3 separate regions of the Mus musculus genome follow, and all the other regions are linked to region 1. Evidence: chromatin contacts called from public Hi-C and HiChIP or PLAC-seq data. All regions are on one chromosome and are shown on one strand. Each heading gives the region's core, a stretch centred on a gene start, on an enhancer-like site or on the middle of the called end of the contact. The rest is flanking DNA. Distances are from core to core; before and after follow the strand shown. Region 1 holds the start of Zfp692 (zinc finger protein 692). Region 2 holds the start of Map2k3 (mitogen-activated protein kinase kinase 3). Region 3 holds the start of Llgl1 (LLGL1 scribble cell polarity complex component).

What was found. Hi-C and Micro-C count contacts between places; a contact is called where the count stands out from the background. HiChIP or PLAC-seq counts read pairs in DNA pulled down with a chosen protein or histone mark.
Region 2: a contact with region 1 is called in an H3K27ac HiChIP or PLAC-seq map of thymic regulatory T cells, with 15 times the contacts expected there. The contact joins the promoter of Map2k3 here to the promoter of Zfp692 in region 1. A contact is called at or near these places in 2 of 115 datasets of contacts at active chromatin or transcription factors (cardiomyocytes and thymic regulatory T cells) and 1 of 9 other capture datasets (liver).
Region 3: a contact with region 1 is called in a Hi-C map of B cells, with 5 read pairs. The contact joins the promoter of Llgl1 here to the promoter of Zfp692 in region 1. A contact is called at or near these places in 1 of 39 promoter capture datasets (erythroid cells) and 1 of 484 Hi-C or Micro-C datasets (B cells).

What each region holds. Positions count from the first base shown.
Region 1 is chr11:58,305,587-58,308,867 of GRCm38.p6, forward strand. It overlaps Zfp692 (zinc finger protein 692), which reads left to right and starts at 1,483. Exons shown (of 12, transcript NM_182996.3): 1 at 1,483-1,670; 2 at 1,926-2,175; 3 at 2,387-2,418; 4 at 3,209-3,281. The coding sequence starts at 2,000.
Region 2 is chr11:60,930,568-60,933,848 of GRCm38.p6, forward strand. It overlaps Map2k3 (mitogen-activated protein kinase kinase 3), which reads left to right and starts at 1,487. Exons shown (of 12, transcript NM_008928.5): 1 at 1,487-1,704. The coding sequence starts at 1,656. It overlaps Map2k3os (mitogen-activated protein kinase kinase 3, opposite strand), which reads right to left and starts at 1,300. Exons shown (of 2, transcript NR_027800.1): 1 at 999-1,300.
Region 3 is chr11:60,698,231-60,701,511 of GRCm38.p6, forward strand. It overlaps Llgl1 (LLGL1 scribble cell polarity complex component), which reads left to right and starts at 1,470. Exons shown (of 21, transcript NM_001159404.2): 1 at 1,470-1,711. The coding sequence starts at 1,631.

The DNA.
Region 1 (3,281 bases), core at 233-2,732:
TGTGGAGACCAGAGGACAACTTTAGAGGCCATTCTCCCCCTTCCACCCTAATGCTGGGTTCTAGGGATTAAACTGAGGCCCCAGACTTGCTCAGCAAGCATCTTTCTCTGATGAGATGCCTCAACAGTCTATGATGATCATACTGCATGCTGAAACATAGTTTCACCAAACATCCGTGTTCTAACTACTAGAATATGTGAAAGTTGCTTTTTTTTTGTAGCCAACACTTTGCAGTTATAACTGTTTGAGGTGTTGAAATGGGAGGTCCTCTGGATTACCCAAGTGGACTGTGTTTGAAAGAAGAGGAAGGGTTGCACTAGAGCAAGGCTGTGTGGAGTCAGAAGCTTATGTGATATGGCCAGAAGTCCCAGAACGCTGGTCACCACTGGAAGATAAAAAAGGCAAGGAGAAAACTCTCTTAGAGCTCTTGCTTGACCTGTAGCCCTGTTCAGCACTTTGGTGCAGACCTCCAAAACTGTAAGCGAGTAAATTTCTGCTGTTTTGAGTTGTCAAGTTTGTAGTGATTTGCTACAGAAAACAGTCAGTAGTGCAAGTGACTTGGAGTGAGGTTTGAGCCCTAAGGCTGTTCATTGTGGACTCCCTTGTGCCAGGCACTTGTAAATTCTTTATAAACATGAAGTATATTAAGCCATTTAACCATGGAGAGTCAACTGGGCAGTCAAAGGAGTCTGGAATCCCAAAAGGGTAGCCAGAAACATCAATCAATGGGTGATCTAATTACATCACCCCCCCCCCCCCAAGAGCATACCTAAAAGAGAGGCTTGCCAGGGACCTGAGCCTAGTCCATTCCATCTTTTGGTAACAGAAGGATCTAAGAGAGAAGAGGATCCAGCCAAGCGGGAGAAAACCAGGAGCAGACAAAGTCTAGTCTGACAGTGAAGTTGAGAAGAAAGTGAGATGAATGTGTGGCAAGAGGAGAGAGCTAAACTCTTCTCCATTCTGGGGCAGAGAGGCAACAGAATTGGTCACTTCATTTAGCAACATAGAGAGGTGCAGGCCTTTAATCTCAGTACTTCAAAAGTGGAGGCAGGAGTCAAGGCTATCTTGGCTACATGGTGAGTTTGGACACCAGCCTGAATTACATGAGACCTTGTTTCAAGCAAAACAGAAAATAAAAAACTTGTGCCGTTGACAAGTGCCGTTGCAGTCTCTTGATAGAAATAACTCCATCAGAGCCATTTGTAGACGATGTGAAATCAGAGTCTGTACAAAGTGTAGGCAACTTCTCGTGTGGATGGTGGCAGGTTATAGGTTGCAGCTGGAGGGTGGTCTCGCGGTTCAGAAAGGACTCTAGTTGGCTTCAGCTGGCGGATGCTGCAGCTCGCGTTTGCTTGGTGGCAACTGATAGGCAGAGATGCTAATAGAAGGAGCAATGACGACAGAATCCCAGACAGTCGTTCAGGACTAAGGCTAACTACAATTCCCGGCAGGCTTTGCACGGGGCTCCCGGGGCGCAGGCGCAGACAGCTGTCTTCCCGCTGCAAGTCCAGGCCGTAGCCTCCTGACGCCGAGGGGGGACGGTTTCTTCTTAAAAGAGAAACAGCGGCGGCGCGCGCGGTGGGCCCCGGTCCTTCTGTGGCTTTCGGAGTGAGCACGCGGGTCCGGGGAGCGCAGGCGCAGTTTGGGCAAAGGCGGGTTGGGGCGTGCAGGTAAGACCCCACGAGGGTTGGCCCGGTGTCCTAGCATTGCTGGGTGGGCTTCCCCTGCATGGGAGGCAGGGAGAAGGCCAAGGCGCGGCTGCACGCAGACCTGGCCGCCTCCAGACAAGGAGAGCAAGTTTCCAGTCTTTTCCCCCTGCCTGCGACCCCCGTGTTCCAAGTGTCCTCCCTGGCTCTAAGAAGGGGTGGCTGGATCCGAGAGGCGCGAGCGCTGCGGAGGCACTATGGTCTCCCCATTCATTGCAGACGGAGCGAGGGGCTGTGTCTGTCCCGAAAGCCCCGACGACGACAGCACGTTCCTCCCGTAGGCCCGCACGTCTATGGCCTCTCCGGTGGCAGACGCATCCCGCCGCCGGCGGGAGAAGCGCAGGCAGCTGGACGCGCGCCGCAGCAAGTGCCGCATCCGCCTGGGCGGCCACATGGAACAGTGGTGCCTCCTCAAGGAGCGGCTGGGCTTCTCCCTGCACTCGCAGCTCGCCAAGTTCCTGTTGGACCGGTTAGGGGCCGGGAGGGACCAAGGAGGGCACCGAGACACAGCCCCAAGCCGGTTCCTACAGCCTTGGGTTTCTCGTTTGGGCAGGGTGGGCCTGCTCCTCCCCTCCTAGCCCCAGCGAATGGGAGGTCTGTAGGGTTGGCCCTGTAAGTGTGTGAGTGCGGAGACTTGAGGGTGGTTGGCTCTGAGCTGACACCAAGCTCCTCTCTGGCAGGTACACTTCTTCAGGCTGTGTCCTCTGTGCAGGTAGGTAAAAGACGTTAACAGGTAGTGGCGCCTCCTAGAGACTGAATGTCTCAAGAGAAATGGATCAGAAGCTCCTACTGGGTTCGGGAAGAGGACAAGCCCAAAATAAGCCTGCTGCCATGCCTGTGGGAAAGGAGCTTTGCCTTGGGACCTTTGGGTGTGTTTGTCCCGGCTCTAAACCAAACCAAAACAACAAACAACTGTGCATCTAGGTTGAAAACAAAAACAAGATCCCTTCAAACTCTTCAGGGGCTGAAGCAATGGCTGGGTGGTGTGCTGCTCTTGCAGAGGAACCCAAATTCCTTTCCTTCCTAGTGCTCATGGCAGGAGGCTCACTGTGTGGAACTCTAGCTGCAGGGAGATCCAACATCCCTGGCCTCCAGGAGCACCTGCACTCATGTGCACACACCCACAGATATACAAAGCTAATGACAAATAAAATATTTTTAAAAGAATGCTTAAAAAAAGAAAAAACCCAATGTCTGGGCATGGAGAGATGGCTCAGCAGTTAAGAACGTTGACTGTTCTTCCAGAGGTCCTGAGTTCAGTTTCCAGCAACCACATGGTGGCTCACAACCATCTGTAATGGGATCTGATGCTCTCTTCTGGTGTGTCTGAAGATAGCTACAGTGTACTTACATACATAAAATAAATAAATCTTTAAAAAAGATTAGAAAAAAACAAATAAACCGATGTCGTATATGTCCTGAGGTTGCCAGTGGGTTTAGAGGGTTAGGATGGCCTGAGTGGTTTTCTTGGTCCTTGCATGACTGCTTCATCTTACCTCCAGCTCCAGAGCCTGGGCCTCGGAAGGGTCTGCAGTACCTGGTGCTCCTGTCTCACACACACAGCCGGGAATGCGG
Region 2 (3,281 bases), core at 237-2,736, 2.6 Mb after region 1:
GGGTAACAGATGCTGTTGGCAGAGGTGGCCAGAGAGAAAAAGTCTTCCATCATGCCCCTCATTCCAGCAGCTGACTGGCTTGCTGGTGCAGCCTAGCCTGGCTTCCTGAGCAGGTCTCCACTCCCTGCCCTGGCCTTTCTGTTTCTTCCAAGGATGGTCTCTTACCTCTCTTTCTGATGACTAGTCCAGGAAGGTCACCTTCTTTGACCCCACCCAGGTGAGGCAGGGCCTCTTAGGACTCTTGTATCTATTTATAGCACCCCACATGGAGTCTGTGATCCCTGGGCTGTTTGTCAAGTTCTCTGACTAACCCATTAAACTCCTCCTGTTTGAGGGCCTTGTCTGAGTCACCCTGGTGCCCAAGAGCCTGGCACGGGACTAGTCACTTTACCCATGTCTGTGGCATGCTTTTCCTACTTCCTCTGTTCATTCCTTAAATATTTCTTAGGCACCTACTATGTGCATGGCTCTGGGCTAAGCCTTGGGATTCAGCAGAGGATGAGACATTCAGGATTCCTAATGGGGAGGGGCACGTGGCACGGGAGGAGGGCTGCGGTAGAAATCAAATATGCAAGCCAGGCATTCGGGGCCTGAGTGTTGGCCAGAGAGCTAAGACTTACTCCAGCTCCGACTGACTCCTTGACCTTGTGCTTCTTGCCCTCACTAGACCTGACTTTCCAATCGACCCCAGAGATTCCTGGTTAGTGTGAGGACAGAGGCTCAGCGACCGACGGCCGAGATGGAACCCCAGTCAAGGCTGGCAAAAGGTATTTCAGTGTTTGGAATGACACTTTGTTTAATCGGAGACTACTCCCCAGCCCGGAGAGTGGAGCTGCTATAATGTTACAACCAGTTACTTTGTCACTAGGCAAAGGTTAGCCACTGAATTCCCCGCTCCCTAGGTGCTGGCGTGCCAGGTGCTTGTAGAGGCTGGACTTAAACGCGTGCTCGTTCAGCAAGGCGCAGTAAACTCTTTCCCACAGTCGGTGAACACTCACCTGGCACGCGCCCGCCGTGGGATCGCTCTTTTCCTGCTGCCCTAGGAGGCAAGCCGGTGGTCGCCGCTCTCTTCAGGGGAGCACATGGACGCTCATCCTCGGTATGGCTCAGCCATTTAGGAGTCTAGTCTCACTCAGGGAACACTTTTAACCCCACGGAGCACATCGGCCCTGCCCTGCCCCCCTAGAGATCTTGGGATTTTCCAGATTGCGACCCGCACACGCTGTGCCATAGGGGGGCACAGGCTGGGGCACCCAGGACCACGCCAGCACAATCCCCCGAGTGGGTAGGGCAGTCATCTAGACGGCAAGAGGGCGGAGCCGAGCTGTACTAAGGGGAAAGCTGGGTTGGATTCCGGCTCTTGGAGGGTGGGGTTTGTGCGTGACAGTCCGGGCGGCGTCTGATAGGCTGGGGCCTTTTCAGGCGGGCCAATCAGTACGATGGGCGGGGCCTGCGTGGCGCCGTCGGCAGGCGTCCGGCGCTGCCCAGTGTGGCTTTGGCGCCGCCCGCCTCGGACGCTTGGAACCGTCGCGTCTGTGTCGCCTGTCGCCCATCGCCTGCCGCCGCTGCCAGCCACCAGCAGCCATGAGCGCGCCCGGCCCCGGTGTAGTCTGCTGTCCTCTAGATTAGTGCTCTCCGCCGCGACGGTCCGCAGCATGGAGTCGCCCGCCGCGAGCCCGCCGGCCAGCTTGCCTCAGACCAAAGGTAGGCTCTCCCGCCCTGTTGCGCGGCCCGTGCCACATTCAATTTGAGTCCGCCCGTGATCCTGGGCTCCCTTCCGGGCTGGGCACAGACGTCTGCACTCCAACCCAGGACTGGGTCCAGCCCAAGCCCGGGACCTCACGGGACCTTATTGGAATCCGGATCTTAGGCCGTGGGACTTCACCCAGGCAGGACCTAGTTCTCGCTCCACTCCCAAGTCTGTAGCCTCACCGTGAGCTCCTCATTTAGGCTTCCGGGCTTCATCCTGGACTCAGGGATTTCAGTGATCCCTGCTAGAGGGTCTTTGGGCTGCTCTAGCCCTCTCAGGCCAGGCTCTTGGATTTTGTCCAGGCTGGAATTTACTCTGGGCCCCAGGGCTGTGTTCCCAATGCCGGAAACCTGTCTACTCAGAGCTCCTCCACTCTTCCAACTCCTTCCATCCTTGTGAATCCTCCTTTGCCCCATGTCTTGCTGGCCTGCTCACTGGCTGCCTGCACTCCTCCCTAAGGCTGTCCCTGTAGAACTTCCTGGCGTCTCCACTTCGCAGCTCTGCCCATGCTACCTGCTACTCAGTTGCAGTCTTCTCACTGAGTTTCCCGAGCTGACCGATTCTTGCACCTAGTGTTTCTTAGTCTGCTCTTAGACGTGCTGTTTGGTCCTTGGGCTAGCAGCAGGCCAGGGGCTGGCTGTGCAAAGCTTGTCCTTCTCCAATTAACTGTCTTTCCTGGAAATTTCTGTGAGGTGGCAGTGGTGCTGCGTGGGCTGCAGCAGCAGCATTTGTCATGGGAAGTGAGGGGGACAAGATTTGGAGGTCAGAATGCTTTTTTTTTTTCTCCAGGAAGAGAGAAGGATGTTTTTTTTTGACATGTCAGAGACTCAGTAGGGTTGATCTGCAGAAAAGATTTCCAAGCTGGACCTGGAGATATGAATGGGTTGACCCTCTGAATTCTGAACTGCTTCACCTGGCTAGTCTCTGGGCATGTCTAGGACTTATTAATGAAATGGATATTAGGGGCGTGATGTGAGATTGAATGTAGAGTGGTTTGAAGCAAGCACGTCTGAGATGATCGAGAACCCAGCATAGCGCCCAGCACATAGTAGGTACCCAGGGGCAAATAGTTGTTGCACTTCCTTGACTATCTCCAGCTTTCCTGCTGCAACGCTGGGCCCAGTTTTGGATTGCAGCTGCAGAGCACAGAGGACAGGGATGGCGGGCACCTAAGAGGGTACTTGTGCAGTGGTGGCCTTCTCTCCTTCTGACCTAGGAAACCTCAACCTCAGGAGTCCTGGTCCTGGTCAGGTTGTCCTGAGCAGGCGGGGGCCTTTTGGGTCCCCTACAGCTGGCTTCCATGGCCCTGCAGGAGCCTAGTGGACGGGGTAATTGCATCTTACATAAGTGGGAGGCCAGATCCCTGACCATTGCCCAACTTCTGTGAGTAACTAGGGAGGCACTTATTGGGGGAGGTGGCTGGGGAGGACCTTGCAGTGCAGACCTCGTGGAACTTGAGAACCAGGAAATTAGATGCTGCTCCACTCAGGAAGGGTTTGGAAGCAGTGTTTGTTTTGGAGGCATTTCAGCT
Region 3 (3,281 bases), core at 220-2,719, 2.4 Mb after region 1:
CACCACTGCCCGGTAAAAGTCATTCTTATTGGCTATCAAACAACAGAAGTTATTTGTTGCTGTTTTGTTGTCTGGTGTTTGGGGTTTTTTGTTTGTTTGTTTTGTTTTTGTGACTGCAGTGTAAAATTTCTGGGGATTGGTTACTTGGGTAACCTAATAAACTTTTACTGCAGAGATGAGGGTAGAGAAAGCTGGTGCTGAGGTAGAGCATGTCCTGAGCATTTGCAAGGTTGAAATCCAACATGGGGTAGCACAAGGACTGTAGCCTAGGCCTCTGAGTTGCTTCTGATCATGACTTGTGTGGGGCTGATCTTGGTCTGTGTTGGCTGCCACTGTTTCTTCCTCTGTGCATCTGGGGTGATATCACTTTAAAATTGTGTGGTATCTGTGCCTCTCTCAGTGAGCTCTTAAAATCATTAAGCGTGTTGAGATCAGGAGGGGCCCTTTGCTGTCTAGCCAACCACTTTAGCTACAGCTCGGGAAAGAGCTGTGAGTCCTGAGCCCCAACTCCCAGGGCGGGTTGAGCAACGCTGGTCGTGGGCAGTTTGGAGGTAGCTAGGTCCCTGTTGCTGCAGTGCAGCTGCCTGAGGGTTAAGGGTCAACGCCTCCTCTCTTGACAAAGATGGGAGGACAGGGGCTTGGCCCGCTTAAACTCCTGGGATCTCTCCCAACACTGAGTCCCTCAGCTAGCAGGAAAAGGTTCAGCCTAGAGGCCATTGTCCAGAAGAGAAAAGTCTCGGGAGGTGGGTGGGACAGGAAGAAAGCGGGGGCGGGGCGCAGCTTTGTTCTCGGAGTTCCCTGTAGGGATGGGGGAAACAAGGGGAGAAGCTGTATCCAGCCCGCTCCTGTTCAGCCCTACGTGCCTGCCACCTCCTGCAGCCCTCCGCCCCTTTTCTTTGCCTCGCGTCCCTCTCAAGGATCTTCTGAGCCGGTGCAAACCGAAGTTCTTTGTGTTGGGTCATGAATAATAACTCTCAAGGAATTGAGATTTTCTTTTTTTTTTTTGAGACATAGTTTTACAATGTAGCTTTTGACTGGCCTGGAACTCAGAGAGATCTGCCTGCCTCTGCTTGCCACCTGATTGCCAGAATTAAAGTTATGCACAACCATCGCGGGCTCCTAGAGAGGGGTTCTTCGATAATAGTTGAGACAAAAAGCGTGGTGTGGAATACACACCGGAGGAATAGGCAAAGTAGTGATCCGTGAAAACTGGCCACACAAACTAGATAACAACGGCAAAGATGGGGGAAGTGGGACCGGGAGGGGCTAGAGAATTGTCCCTGGAATTATTAGAATGTTGTTAGCTCAGTCGTGAGTGGAAAACAACCTTTAGCAAACCACAGCCCAGCTTCCCACGGTTGGGACCCACCTTCGGACTACAAGTCCCAGCAGGCCCCGCACCATTGCGCATGCGTGACTGCCCCCCCCCCCCGGCGAGCCCGGCGAGCCCGGGGGCCCCGTCCTCGCCCATTGTCTGGCGAGCAAGGGGCGGCACGGCACGGCGGGCACGCTCACGTCGTGGGTCGGGCGGGCGTCCGTGGCGTCCCGCGCCTCCGTGCAGGCCCCGCCCCGCGCCTCAGGACCGGCGGGGCCGGGCGCATCCCGCGGCGGTGGCGGAGGCGGGCGCAAGATGATGAAGTTTCGGTTCCGGCGGCAGGGCGCCGACCCGCAGCGCGAGAAGCTTAAGCAGGAGCTCTTCGCCTTCCACAAGGTGCGGCGGCGGGGGCGCCGGCGGCTCAGGCGGGCCACATCGGGCCGCCTCTGCCCTGCGAGCGCCGCGCTGCTCGGGTGTGCCTGGTTGGGGTGTCGGGCTGCGCCCCGCGCCGTGCCGTGCGCTTTCGGGCTCCTGGTCTCTGAACCCCTGATATCTCTCCCGGTGTCCCTTGGGCTCAGTGGGGTCCTCCGACCTATCTGCCTTTCGCTCTTGGCCTCTTTTCTTTCATTTTTGGTGTGTAGCCCGGCTCGGCTGAGGGACATTCAGGGCCAGGTTTTGTTTTCTTTAACTCTTAGGCGGGCGAGAGAGGGAAAAGTGGGGGGTGGGGGGGCTGGGAAATCCCTGCGCCTCCACTTTTCTCACCAGGCTCTGCCCTACCTTGGGGTCCCTAGTTCAAGGGATGTGCTGGTCTGTATGCTCAACTGCATTTCAAACCTTAGTGCCTCAGTTTCCCCCGCCATGAAATGAGGCCAGTTTCCCCCTTGTGGATTCTGGATGTCCTTGCGACCCGGCCAGTTCCTGACCTTACTAAAGTTGGAGAGACGAGATACAGAAGAGACCCGGGAAAGGCCTCAGCTCCCACCTAGTCTGCACTGACCAGTATAGAGCCCCACAAGCCTAACTCTTATCTGTACTGGTGGGGCTCTGATTAGATGTTACTTTTATCCCAGAGCCTGTGTGCATCTTGCTGTTGAGGATTCGATTTCTCATTTCCATTACACACGTTAAAAAACAAACAAACAAACAAAAAAAAAAAAACTGAGGTTCAGTAGGGAGAGGGCCGCTTATCTTTCCTTGCCTTGCTGTGTGATAGCAGTGGAGTAGGAGTTTTGAAGCAGCTGCTACTGTCCTGAGTAGAACTTAGGGACCCTGGACTTCTCTTAGGAGGCACTTTCAGGGGGAGACCCTGCCATGGCTCAGTTTTTTCTTGTTGCGATCTCAGCAATGATCAGGGGGTGCCAGGCTTTACAGACACCATAACTAAAGAGCTGCCAGGAGAGGCTTCTCAGATGGGAGCCTCTTTTTGGCTCACCGTGAGGGTGTGCCCCATGAAACAAGAAGAGAGTGGGTTTTAGCCAGTGAATGGGGTGTGTAGTGGGGACCTCCACAGTTGTGATGAGTCTCTGAAGCATGGCTTCCCCTGACTGATGATGCTACAGTGGGTAGGAGTTGAGGAGGGTGAGGCCCGATTTGAGTGGGAAGCAATGATAGGAGATAGGTCATCTTGGGGAACGAGTTTGATTGCCACAGGGGGTGTTAGGAGATCTCTAGAGAATAGTGAGCCCCAGATTCTTGAGTTTGGACTTGTAGTCCAGGGTGACCAGTGGGTATTGGGTTTAAATCCAGCTCAGACCACAAATTACAAATTGCCTGTAGGATGTGCATCTCCTACTAGTTTAATTTGGATCCCTACCTCCTTGGTACCAGGGCATGGCGGACAATTCTTCATTGAAGGGGTGGTTTATTCCCTGGGAAAGGATGCGGACAAAAAAGCCAAAACAGAAGGGCAGAATATATAGTAGTTCACAGGGTTGGCTAGAGCTGTGGATAAAATATGGTGTGATGA